Linked DNA regions of Mus musculus: region 1 is linked to region 2. A link is a contact called in public Micro-C data. All regions are on one chromosome and are shown on one strand. The core of a region is the stretch at or near the end of the contact, and the rest is flanking DNA. Distances in the headings are between cores, read along the strand shown. Region 1 holds the start of Smim8 (small integral membrane protein 8). Region 2 overlaps Orc3 (origin recognition complex, subunit 3).

The links. Hi-C and Micro-C count contacts between places; a contact is called where the count stands out from the background.
Region 1: a contact with region 2 is called in a Micro-C map of embryonic stem cells, with 5 times the contacts expected there. The contact joins the promoter of Smim8 here to the enhancer-like site in region 2. A contact is called at or near these places in 2 of 39 promoter capture datasets (embryonic stem cells and pre-B cells), 3 of 484 Hi-C or Micro-C datasets (cardiomyocytes and embryonic stem cells), 3 of 115 datasets of contacts at active chromatin or transcription factors (embryonic stem cells and memory CD8 T cells) and 2 of 9 other capture datasets (adipose tissue and liver).

Annotation. Positions count from the first base shown.
Region 1 is chr4:34,774,546-34,780,584 of GRCm38.p6, forward strand. Smim8 (small integral membrane protein 8) reads right to left here and starts at 3,821. Exons shown (of 3, transcript NM_001330757.1): 1 at 3,734-3,821.
Region 2 is chr4:34,578,920-34,584,803 of GRCm38.p6, forward strand. It overlaps Orc3 (origin recognition complex, subunit 3), which reads right to left. Exons shown (of 20, transcript NM_015824.4): 14 at 824-957. Among named protein-coding and RNA genes, the nearest start is that of Akirin2, 31 kb to the left of the region's middle. Within about 2 kb of position 2,497, at least 50 of the 459 cell types and tissues checked have an H3K27ac peak or open chromatin away from gene starts, as enhancers often do. A contact at or near this core is called in embryonic stem cells and memory CD8 T cells, where this site is marked.

The sequences.
Region 1 (6,039 bases), core at 2,571-5,070, 200 kb after region 2:
ATGAAGTAGTAACAAAAATAATTGTATGGCGGAGGGTCACCACAACATGAGGAACTGCACTAGGACGGGTGAGAGCCACCACTTTAGATCCTTAATTTGGGACACCAGTGATGGTCAGCAACTGAGGGCAGAACCTATTCAAATACTCCCACTGAGTGCTGTCTTCCTGTAGATGAAGCTTGAAGCTCTCACAGGAACCATCCCTGCTTTCTACCATTTCCTATACAGATGACTTTATTGACCACTGGATCTCAGCAACCATGTGAATGGTTGTATAAGCGCTCATTTTTTTTCCTCCTCTAAAATTTGAGTTTTCCCCTACCTGGTTTGAAAAGTGAATTTTTATTGTGTGAATTAAACTTTGATTTGAAGCTTGCTATTAAAAACAAAAACAAAACAAAACAACAACAACAACAAAAGATCAAAGAGGAGAGTTTAAGAGCACTGACTGCTCTTCCAGAGGTCTTGAATTCAATTCCCAGCAACCACATAGTTGTAATGAGATCCGATGCCCTCTTCTGGTGTGTCTGAAGACAGCAACAATGTATAAAATAATATATAAAATAAATACACACATACATAAAATAAATATTTAATATATAATAAATAATGAAATAAATCTTAGAAAGAAAGAACAAAAGCTTTTCATATAAGAGAAAGTCCTTGTCTGTCTCTTTGCTCCACAGAACTTTGCATGTGTAGGAAGAATGTAGTCTTGGTTCTTTCTTCACATCTAAATTACCAGTAAGTACTGTGTGAGAAAACAAACTGCAACTGCAACGAGTGAACTTGTAATCTAGAAGGAGAAGTTCACTGGCTCTTTTCAAGGAGTCTAGAACTAAACCTAAGTTCCATTCTGAAAAGCTGCAGAACTAACCACAAGTTCAAGGCACAGCAATAACTTATCCTGACACTACCACTTGAATGAAATGATACCTTCAGGTGAGCTTCCATTTGAACATCCTAAATATTCCCTTCGCTCTCTTCAGCTTCTGCCCTTTTGTTGTTGCCATCTGTCACTGAGGTAGCTTGCTCTTATTCATTTGCATACAGTTAGCCAACCTCTAGTTGTACCTTTCTTGTGTTAAAGGCTACACACTACAGTGGGGATGATGGGACACTGTCTTTGCACTACTCTTAAATAATTTGGTGATTAACCCATGTGCATCTGTTTGCAAAATATTTTTTTAAGATTTATTTATTTTATGTATATGAGTACACTGTAGCTGTACAGATGGTTGTGAGCCATCATATGGTTGCTGAGAATTGAACTCAGGATCCCTGCTGGCTCCAACCCTGCTCGCTCTGGCCTCAAGATTTATTTTATTATTATATGTAAGTACACTGTAGCTGTCTTCAGACCAGAAGAGGGCATCAGACCTCATTCCGGATGGTTGTGAGCCACCATCTGGTTGCTGGCATTTGAACTCAGGACCTCTGGAAGAGCAGTCAGTACTCTTAACCGCTGAGCTATCTCTCCCTGTCAGCTGTACGATCTGTCCAAGCGCCTGTATTTCTGTCTTCCTTTCCCATCACACTTCTTTCTTATCTACTAATGATCAAGAACATGAGCGGGCATGCCACGAACAGAATTTCTCATACTTGTTTAAAATGATAAGCTACACTTATGTCATATGTTGCTCTATAATAGGATGTTTTTTATTTTGCTCTGCCTTTCTTCCTTGTGCGGGGAAAGGGTATACCTCAAGACAAAAGAGCAGGTCTATGAAATCATGACACAATATAGAAGTCCAAACAAAGTCAGGGCTAGCCATCTTTTAATGTGTGTATGTGTTTCCTCCTCTACTGTACCAAAATTAATATTTAGAGGGATGATCCACAATATATTTGAGAAGCAACACTTGAAAACTTACTAGTTAGGCTAAAGAGACAGCCTAGCAGTTAAAAATACTTGTTTCCCTTGTAGAAGACTAGGGACAGTTCCCAGAGCCCACATGGTGGCTACAACTGCCTGCAATTCTAGTTCCAGGGGTCCAATGCTCTCTCCTGGCCTCCATGGGTACCAGACACGCACATGGTGCATATATATACACACACAGACAAATACTTATTCACACAAAATAAGCACCAGACCCCACTCCTCCCTGAGGAACTATTAGCAGTTAACTAGTGAGAACGTGCCATCTCCCTCAGTGGTATACCCATTGATAAACTGTTCTTGCTCTGGTAGATAACTTTATGCACACAGGGAGGTTAGGGGGGAGGGAGGAAAGAGGGGCCTGTTGGGAAGAAGAGGTTGGACTGGTGGACTCGTGGGCAATGAGGGAGAAAACACTGAAGCTCATTATATAAACACTTGATAACTGTCAGACGATATATTGTTACTAATTAGCAGTGCTGAGGGCCTGCATCAATCCCCAGCATCATATAAAACCCAGGCTGTGGTATGTCCATAAAACTCCCAGTGCTGGGGTGGGGGAGGCAGGCTCATCTCTGGGGCTCTCTGACCAGTCAGCCCTTTGGGATCAGTAAGTCCCAGGTCCCAGTGAGAAACTCTGTCTCAGAAAACAAGGTACGTGGCCCTTGAGGAACATCATCAGGCTGACCTCTGGCTTCTACACACATACTGCACATGTGTGCATGTGAACGAATGAACTATCCGTGTCTGTACACACCAAATTCACTAGAACAAGATTGGCATAGCTACCTATATTATATTGTATGGGGAAGTATGAAGATATAAACAATGAGAACTGGTTTAGGAAAAGCACTCTATTTTCAAATATATAGAGAACTGCCTCAAATGGACCAAACATTCAACGATAGTATAGATACTCTTGTTATTATGTTTCACATACTATACTCTTTTAGTGCTTAAGAAAGTAAAAGTCCGGAGTAGGACACCTTCAATAGTTTAGATTAATATGAGAAACTTTGAGAAAGAATCAGGGCTTTATAGCTTGAGGGAACTAAGTAAGCTTAATCTCAACTCTGGTGCTTCTAAAGGAATTTTTTTTTTTTTTTTTGAGTAAGTGACAACTCTGATTCCACCTTAATAAAAGGAATGATATTATACACTGCAATATTACAGATGTGTATTTAACATTGTTAACATTCTTAAAAGGAAAGATGTTAACAAAATAGCGGTCATCCTACAGATAGTGTGCAACCTTCCTACCTTCGATGCCTTTTCACTACTAGGGTAGGATAATCCAATTCTTCCCATTGTAGTGGACTCCTATTCCATCAGCATCTTTTTCCAAAACTGATTTTTGAGGAAAGTGTTTTGCATTTATAAAGTACTACCAGACGCAGGACCCTAAGATAAGCCCAGCACTAGAGAGGCAGAGGCAGGCGGATCTCTCTGAGCTCCAGGCCAGCTTTGTCTACAGAACGAGTTCCAAGACAGCCAGCCCCCTGTCTCACAGTGGGGAAATGAGATCGCTTAGATTTTAAAAAATAAACTCTATCGTTTTTACTGTAAAATATAACTTTAAAGTGAAAAAAGAAAAACACCACACACAAAACCCACTTTCCACCTCGTAATTTACCCCACTCATGGATTGGGGAAAGAGTGTCACTGTGGCAAGGACCTGAAGGCTGTAAAGCTTTTCAGACCGCGGTCAGATACCCAGGCTCCTACGGAGCTCAGTATAAATCTTCATAAACAAGTGTGAAAACTTGTGTGGTCGGCGGGCAGGCTTCCCGGCAACCTACCCTAGCATCTTCTGCAAACCACAACCCTCCCCTTCGAGGGCTGGCGGAGCCTGACCTTGGGCAATTGGGAAGCCGGGGAAGCTTCAGCTCGGACGCCGCCAGGCTCAGAGACTTCCGGCGTCCCGTGCGAACGCCCGCTGCTGGACTTTCCTTCCGGTTCGCCCGGTGCGCGCCCAACCAGTGCGCGTTCCCGCCGGGGCTCTAAGAGCCGCACCACAGCGCCATCTATGCTCCGGAGGCCGTAGAGCAGGGGTCCGGGCCGAGCCCTGGCATTGGAACTGCAGGAGCCCTTGGCTTTGGAACCCAGATGAGCAGTCTGGTTTGATTTCTTGGGGCCTTTGACTTTCAGCCTCTCACATTCAAATAAGCTTTCGTTTCGTGGGTTTCATGTATATTTATATAAAGAGATATCCAGAATTGGAAATGGGACCTAATGGCACTTAATGGAAATGGAAAGATTCAGGCTAGAATCCAGCTGCCTCCAAGAGAAGGAAGTGCAGTATCGCCAAAAAGGAGTCTGGGGCTTTATAGGGTGCTTTTAGTTGAGCAGTGGTGTGGCAGAAGAGCTTTAAGAGAAAAGGGACTGGAATTAGAAGTTTTACATGTGGTGGTGAAGGGTTCGAGTCTTTAGAACCGGGACTGTGGTCAGTCTAGCCGTTCTGAGACAGGGATCATCTACCATCACTTGTGTAAAAAAAAAAAAAAAAAAACACATTCAAATTGATCAGAGATTACTAATCAGAGTTTCCCAAATTAGATCTCCAGGGGTTAAAGAGACTTCTCACGGGATCTCTGATAGCACTGACGATTTTGTTTTTCACATAGATATTAATAGTTCGCTTATATTTAATTTCAAAAATCATACATTATCAGTATTTTCTCAAACACGGGTTTTTTTTTTTTAAGTAATATAAGTCCTAGCCTTATTTTACGAGGACATCAAGCCAAAGTATATGATATAATTAATGGATTATCAGTTGACAAATGTGAACATTGTTTGTGGTAATTTTCAAAACCAATCCTACTCTCTCTTTTCTATGGCCTCCCATCCTGACTCCTGAGTTGTCCTGTGAAGGCTAAAGGTATATTTTAAGTTTAAATTATTGTGTGCTTTAGGCATAAAACAGAAATGTCTCTAAACTGTAAGCCCCTCTTGGCAAGAACAGATAGCTTCTTGGAATGCTGGGAGCTGTTGCTCCTGTAAGACAACAAGCCACTTGTTTTCACTTCTGTAAACAAGGCTGGTTGTCTCAGCTGCACAGGATGTGCACACATAGGTGGGAGGTGTAGGCAGGAAATATGTCAGGATGTATACTTGCCCCTGATTACATAAAAGTGGGATGTATATAGCCTTGTCAGTTTTGATTGTATACGCTTCTGACTAATGTAATTTGTTACTCTGGGATTCCTGGATATGGCCTTGGGCAGTGTCCCTTGTCCTGGCCAGTATTTAATAAAGCCTGCTTAGCTCAAAAATTGTGATAGTAGTCTTATTCTTGCCTTGTGGGATTAACAGTCCTTGTGATTTATTTCGGGTAGTATCATATATATATATATATATATGTTGTTTATATATGTCTATGCGTGAGTTTTCTATCTGATGCCTTTGGAGGCAGAAGAGGGCATGGAATTCCTGAACTAGAGTTAAAGACAATTGTGAACCTGCCCAGGGCCAGCCCTGGAAGATCTTCTTTCATGTTCTGGCTCTCCTTGAGCATTAGCAGTGATAAGATTTGGTCTTAGAAGGCACTTAGGGTTACTATATAATAATAATACGTTTTCCTATCTCAATTATAAGTCACTGTGCTTCAGTAGCTAACCTGCCTTCTGAGATCTTCTGAGGTGAGCAACTGTTTTGCACCTCATCCTAAAACAGGAGGAGATTAAGTAAAGTGGCCTTTGTTCTATCTCCAGCAGGAACTGCACAGCTTTAACTTTCATCCTGCTAGTTGAAGTCACAGGAAGAAAAAAGGGACACTTTGGAAAGTGATTTGAGCATTTATTTCTAAGTTGTAAAAAGTTTCCGATGAAAGCTTTCTGAGAAAAAGGGGGAAACAGGCTTGTAAAAAGGGGGGTAGGTGGGTAAGGGATCTAGGAAAAAGGCAGGATGTAAAAAAGTGGGACAAAGAGAATTGCTAAGAGAAGTGAGACAAGGAGAACTGCTCCCTTCTCTTTATCCTCAGCACTTATTTACATCTTTCAGAATACATGATCCCATGGTAAAAAGTTCAGCACAAGTTTACACAAAATTCAAACCATAAATCGAATAAGTTTACAACAGAGAATGTTTACATGCATATCCATTAGTAGTAATTATCTGGCTAAACATTCGTCACCTGCCACAGCTACACAGGTTCATGG
Region 2 (5,884 bases), core at 1,247-3,746:
GTCACATTACATGAACTCTAATTAAAATTATGGTATCTACAGTCTCTTTATGTCCTTAAGAGTTGCTTCTCATTGGTGAGAGTGCAACTGTGATCTGATCTTACACACACACACATACAAACACACTCACTCACTGAGCTGGAAGCCAAGAGAGATTGGCTCTAGTCTGTGTGCTGTATCAATAGCTGTGAAGTATAAAGCAGTTTACTTTTCTTCTCAGAGTTGAGTTTCTCGTAGCTGGAATGATCTCAACTTGTAGACTTTTAAGGTTTTTACTTCTGTGAAATGGTTCAGGGTCACTGCTGTGGAGCTCCCTCTCACACATAACTTGGAGGAAGCAAATTGGCACTGCTTACCACCTTAATCTGTAACTGAGCACCTGTCAGAGACCCCCTGCAGAGGAGCTACAGGGGTCTGAGGACACATTTCCACACAGACAGCTTGCTATAAGTAAAGGAGTTTAAAGACAAAGGAATATCTGCCACAGGAGGGAGTCAAACAAACATTCCAAAGCAGGTATTTCCATGATGCCATGAGGCAAGCCTCTTTCCTCACCCCGTCACAGCACCCCAGATAAGGCAAGAGTACAGAATGGTCTATCCAGAGAATGAGAACTGCCTGCCACCCATTCTCACCTGAAGAATGAAAATGATGTTCTTCCATTTGATTTTCTACATTGTTTAAAACAAATCCAGAGGCGAAATGCCTTTGCCTGTTTGCACTTGTTAAGATGTTACCTTCAGAGACTGGTCTGCTGACTGACACCGAGGCGTTTTGATGACACTCTGGTTAAAGGACTGGCAGGGCGGGATATTACACTTACCATCGAGGTTCTGAAACTGGGTCAGGAAATCCTTTATTTTCTGTGTTGTGTTGCCAAGCTGCTTTTCAGTAGAGGAATCTAAAACCTCAATACAGCGCTGAAGTATGCTCACCAGTTCATCCTTTGCCAGCATTCTAGACAGACAGGGACAGGCCATGTAGCACAAGTAGAAAACTAGCGCACCTCATCAAGTTACTTTTGGTAATAGTGTTTCATCCCAGCAAGAGGAACTTAACTAAGACAGGACTTATGTCAACAGCCGGAGCCAGTGAAAGGAGCCAGGGAAATGGCGGCACTTTATAACCTGAGTTTGATCCCTGCAAACTCACATAGTAGAAGGAGAAAACTACCCAGAGAGTCGTCCTCTGACTTCCACATACATGCCCCCGCCCCTAGGTGCCAACAAGAAATTAAGCACCAAATTCAGACCTAGAATTCCACATTGAGAGTCGAATCCATGACAACTTCAATGTATGAGTTTGTTTTGCAGTAAGCTCCTAACAACGCACTTAGGACATGTAGACTGAACAGTGTTTCGTTTTTCTGTCTGTACTATGTGCTGAGATGGTCGTGGTGAGTGAGGTGTTGGAGGCCACAGAAGCTATTACTCCTGGCTCATTTTGAAACCGTTTAGAACCTCTGAGCGTGGAAGACATACCTAAATGAGATACATTTCTGTTTGGAATGCAAAAGAAAATATGCTAGATTTTGAAGATTTACATTTACGCTCCTGTTCTGCCAACTAGGAAAGGCTGTTTTTCAGACTTTATACAAACAGCAGAAACTGTCTCTGATGTTTTGTACATGCCTTATGAGTCTACAGGAGGGAGACATTTGCTGCGAAGCTGCAAGCTTCTCCATCACGTGTCTTTGGTGGTGGCCCCAGTGTACCAGTCCTTGTTAGAACTGCTATGTCTGATCCTCAGCGCTGTTGAGCTCAGCTTAATAAAAACATGGAAACTATACTTGGTATTTATTGGTTTTGCTTTATTTATAGCCCCAACTTCCACTTTAGATCTAGGCAAATAAATTTTGAAGGTACGCGCGCCTTTTAGTCTGAATTATGAACCTATTAGCAGTGAAACAATCTCATGCAAGTCCCTTAGTCCCTTTCTATGGTTCAGATTCCCAGGGAAAACGTGGCTAACTAACCTGCCGGAAAGGTGTGCTGCACTGGACTGCAAAATGTGCTCAGGGTGCCTACGATAGTACTGGCACACAGCAAGCGCTCGCTCAATAAAAGGCAGTTCCTGTTATCAGCATTACTTCTATAGTCCAGGAACTGTACCCTACTGGATTGACATTTATGGGCTCCAACCAGATTACTAAACCCGAAATTTTATGAGTAAGTTTTTTCCACATCAATGAATTTATGAATTTGGGACTACCTAAGAGGAGAGGGATGACAGATTCCAATAATAAAGTTATAACACAAGGCATCAATTGCCCGGGGTGCTGGAGAGGTGACTTGGGGTAAACTTGCTTACTCCCTAGCAATACCAGCTTACCTCAGTGCCATCCTGGACTAGCAAAGTCTCAGAAACCTTCTATTCTAAATTTATAAACACACAAAAACAATTTAATGACATTTTTAAAATGGGGAAAAAAGGTCTGAGCATGGTGTCATGCACCTGTAACCCCAGCACTGGGGAGGAACTGCAGTGACTCATGGCTGGACTAAATCCTCTTAGCTAGACCAGCAAGGAGTACAAAGCCTGCCTCAGAAACAAAACTTTTCAGTGAAAATCAAATTTCTTTGGGGATTTATTTTCCATATAGTAAGAAATTTCAGTTTCATAGTTACAGTGCACCTAAATCACTAATAATTGTATTCCAGTTTTTAGAATTTGGGTCAGCTTGAGTAAGAATGTCCCCTGTATGTTCATGTGTTTGCACATTTGAGTATCAGGTAGTGGTGCTGTCTGGGGAGGCAGAGGAAGTGCAGCCTTGCTGGAGACAACACAGCACCGGAAGCTGGAGGCCAGCTCTGTAATCCTTGTGGTTCCATGTACTGGCTAGTTTTGTGTCAACTTGACACAGCTGGAGTTATCACAGAGAAAGGAGCTTCAGTTGAGGAAATGCCTCCATGAGATCCAACTGAAAGGCATTTTCTCAATTAGTGATCAAGGGGGGAAAGGCCCCTTGTGGGTGGTGATAAGAGAGCAGGCTGAGCAAGCCAGGTGAGGCAAGCCAATAAAGAACATCCCTCCATGGCCTCTGCATCAGCTTCTGCTTCCTGACCTGCTTGAGTTCCAGTCCTGACTTCCTTTGGTGATCAACAGCAATGTGGAAGTGTAAGCCGAATAAACCCTTTCCTCCCCAAAAACCCTGACTAAGACATTCCAGAAGCCTGCCACCTGCTGCAGTGCTGCCTGCTACCACCACAAAGTAAACCCCCGCAGCTCCCTTCTATACACTGCCTTGGTCATGGTGATTTATCACAGCAACAAAAAGTAAGTAACGTCCTACGGTGCCCGTCTGTTCTTCAGGGCATGCAGGGAATGAGGACTAAAAATAAATCTAGTTAACAGACTTCTTTCTAACAAGTTCCGGTTGCTAGGTGTGGCATGTACACTGCCAGAGGCATAAGGATTCTGAGTTCAAGGCCGGGCCTCTGCTACCCAAGGAGGCATTATCTCAAAAGGAAAATAACTGAATACTGTGTTTACCTCCACATTTGTACCTACTGAGGAAAGTTTAAACCTTGATAAAAACCTACCTCTCATTTTGGTTCCCTTTCTCACTATGGAAGTGACTGCTATCTGCATGCGTGAGGAGAATGCACACGGTGACTTTAAATACAATGCCCCACCCCCACCCCCCACGGCTCATATATTTGAACACTTAGTCACCGAGTAGAATTCTAAAAGAATTGTAAGGATCAGGAGGTGTGGCCTCCTTGGAGAAAGTGTGTCACTGGGGGGTGGGTTTTGAGGTTTCCAAAGCACATGCCAGACCGAGGCACTTGCCTGTGTGTGCCAAGTGTACTGGTGCTCTCTGTCATGATCTCTGCCTCTCCTCTGCCTAGGGACTAGCATGTAGCCCTCAGCTCCTGCTGCCTCACCTGCTGCTATGCCTTCTCCTCTCCCCACAAGAGGATAATGATCAACCTCTGCAACTGTGACAAGCCCCCAGATAAATGCTCTATTTCATAAGAGTTGTCATGGCCTTGGTATTTCTTCACAGCAACAGAACAGTGCCTAAGACAATGCACATGAGTGTGTGGGTAGAAGTACCCATGTGTATGTATGTAGGATACATGCAAGGGATGACAGCAGGGGTCCTCCCTATTGCTCCAGCTCCACACCCTTTTTTAAGTCTCCGTTACTTAGGTGTGTTTGTGTTAGTGCACATGTGTGTGCACAAGAATGTTACAGCACGTGTGGAGGCCACAGGACAACTTGTGAATGTCAGGTCTCTCCTTTATATGGCTATCAATGACTTGCTCAAGCTGCGATGTGTGTGGAGCCAACTGAAAAGCCAGCCCTCCACCTTAGTTTTGGAGACAGGGTCTCTCACTGAACCCAAACCCTGAGGTTTTGGGCTAAGCTAGCTCACCAGTGAGCTTCCAGCCACAATGAGGTCTGAACCCAGGTCCTCTCCAAGAGCAGCAAGCACTGAGGCCCCTCTCCAGTCCCTAACTTGTTAGCTTTTAATCACTTAGGGAAACTCAGTCAGATTGGAAAGTGAAAATTACAAGACTGGCAAGACCTTCTTTCTGAGTTCAGCACCCAAACCTTGGAGGCCAACAGCAACAAGGCTAAGAGGGCCCAAAACCACAGTAAATGTGTGTCCCTTTCTCTTAAAGGGACTCCTTGGGTAAGTTGTTTGTCCTGAACAGAGGCCATGAAATCTCCAAAGGCTGGGCTCCAGCCAGTATACGTCCCCTAGGGAAGAGAGTTGGTGGAAACGGGCATGCCCCAGATGCTTCCACAGGCAGCTACATGGTCAACAGGGATTTCCATGGCGGTGACCCATACCTACAGGAAGGACTCAAGGAGACTGATGACTTTCAAAATAATGGATACCTACATGGTCTTAAAATGCAATAGCAAAGTACAGCCACAACCATTAAACAGTTTTGCAAGGTTTATCACATATGTGAGATTTCAGAATGTTACTGAGTCCCCTTGTTGAAGATTAATCTATTTTCCAGGAAATACTGAAAATGAGAACCAGGAGATACCTACTGAAAGAGTAAACCAGTTGAGTACTTTAACTTTTTCTTCACAAGAGAACCCAAAATTAAATTCAGATAGGAATCTATGCCAAACAATCAAAGCCTTCCTTGAGCACTCCCTAAATCTCTGTCTTTCTGTTCATTCACGATTGATGTCTTCCAGATTCCAATGCCTAAAACTTTATAAATCTAACTAAAGGCTGCCAACACTTGACCCCTTGACACCATGGCCTCCTTCTACCTCAAGTAACACTATGCATCCCCACTTTCCCTTACTGTGAACCCTAAAGTTCTTTCACTGTCTCAGTTTGGCTCCAAAGCAGCTAAGATCAGTTGTTACCCTGTATCACAAAAAAATTGGGTCCTAGATCCCTGAGAAGAAAATGTTAAAAAATAAGAGTGCAAATCAGACACATTCAAGTGATGAAGGTAAACAAGAGGTCTCAGAGCTGGGTATGCACTAAACAGCCAAATTTTAAAAAACAGAAAAAAAAAGAGAGGGTGGGGTGGGGGAAGCAGGGCTCTAAACAACTGAAGTCTTTTTACAATGATAGTTTGGTTACATTTGGCCCAAAATCAATAGATTAAAATGTTTTCTAATTATATCATATGAGCAACTTCAGGGCCGAATGTAGAGCTCACTATGCTAGTCACCTGTCACGTGCTGTGTGCTGAGAAGGTGCCCTGGAAGCACAGACGGCATTAAGAAATAGATGGTTGCTGCATCAACACCACTAGAGACTGCACGCATCAATTCAAAAGGTGTTTAAATATTCTTACATACAGGCTACACAGGAAGCTTTTGGGCAGACAGGAGTTCTGGAGGAAGGTGATACTGGCAGGCTTAAAGCAGACACACAAAAAAGAACAACAGAAGTTAC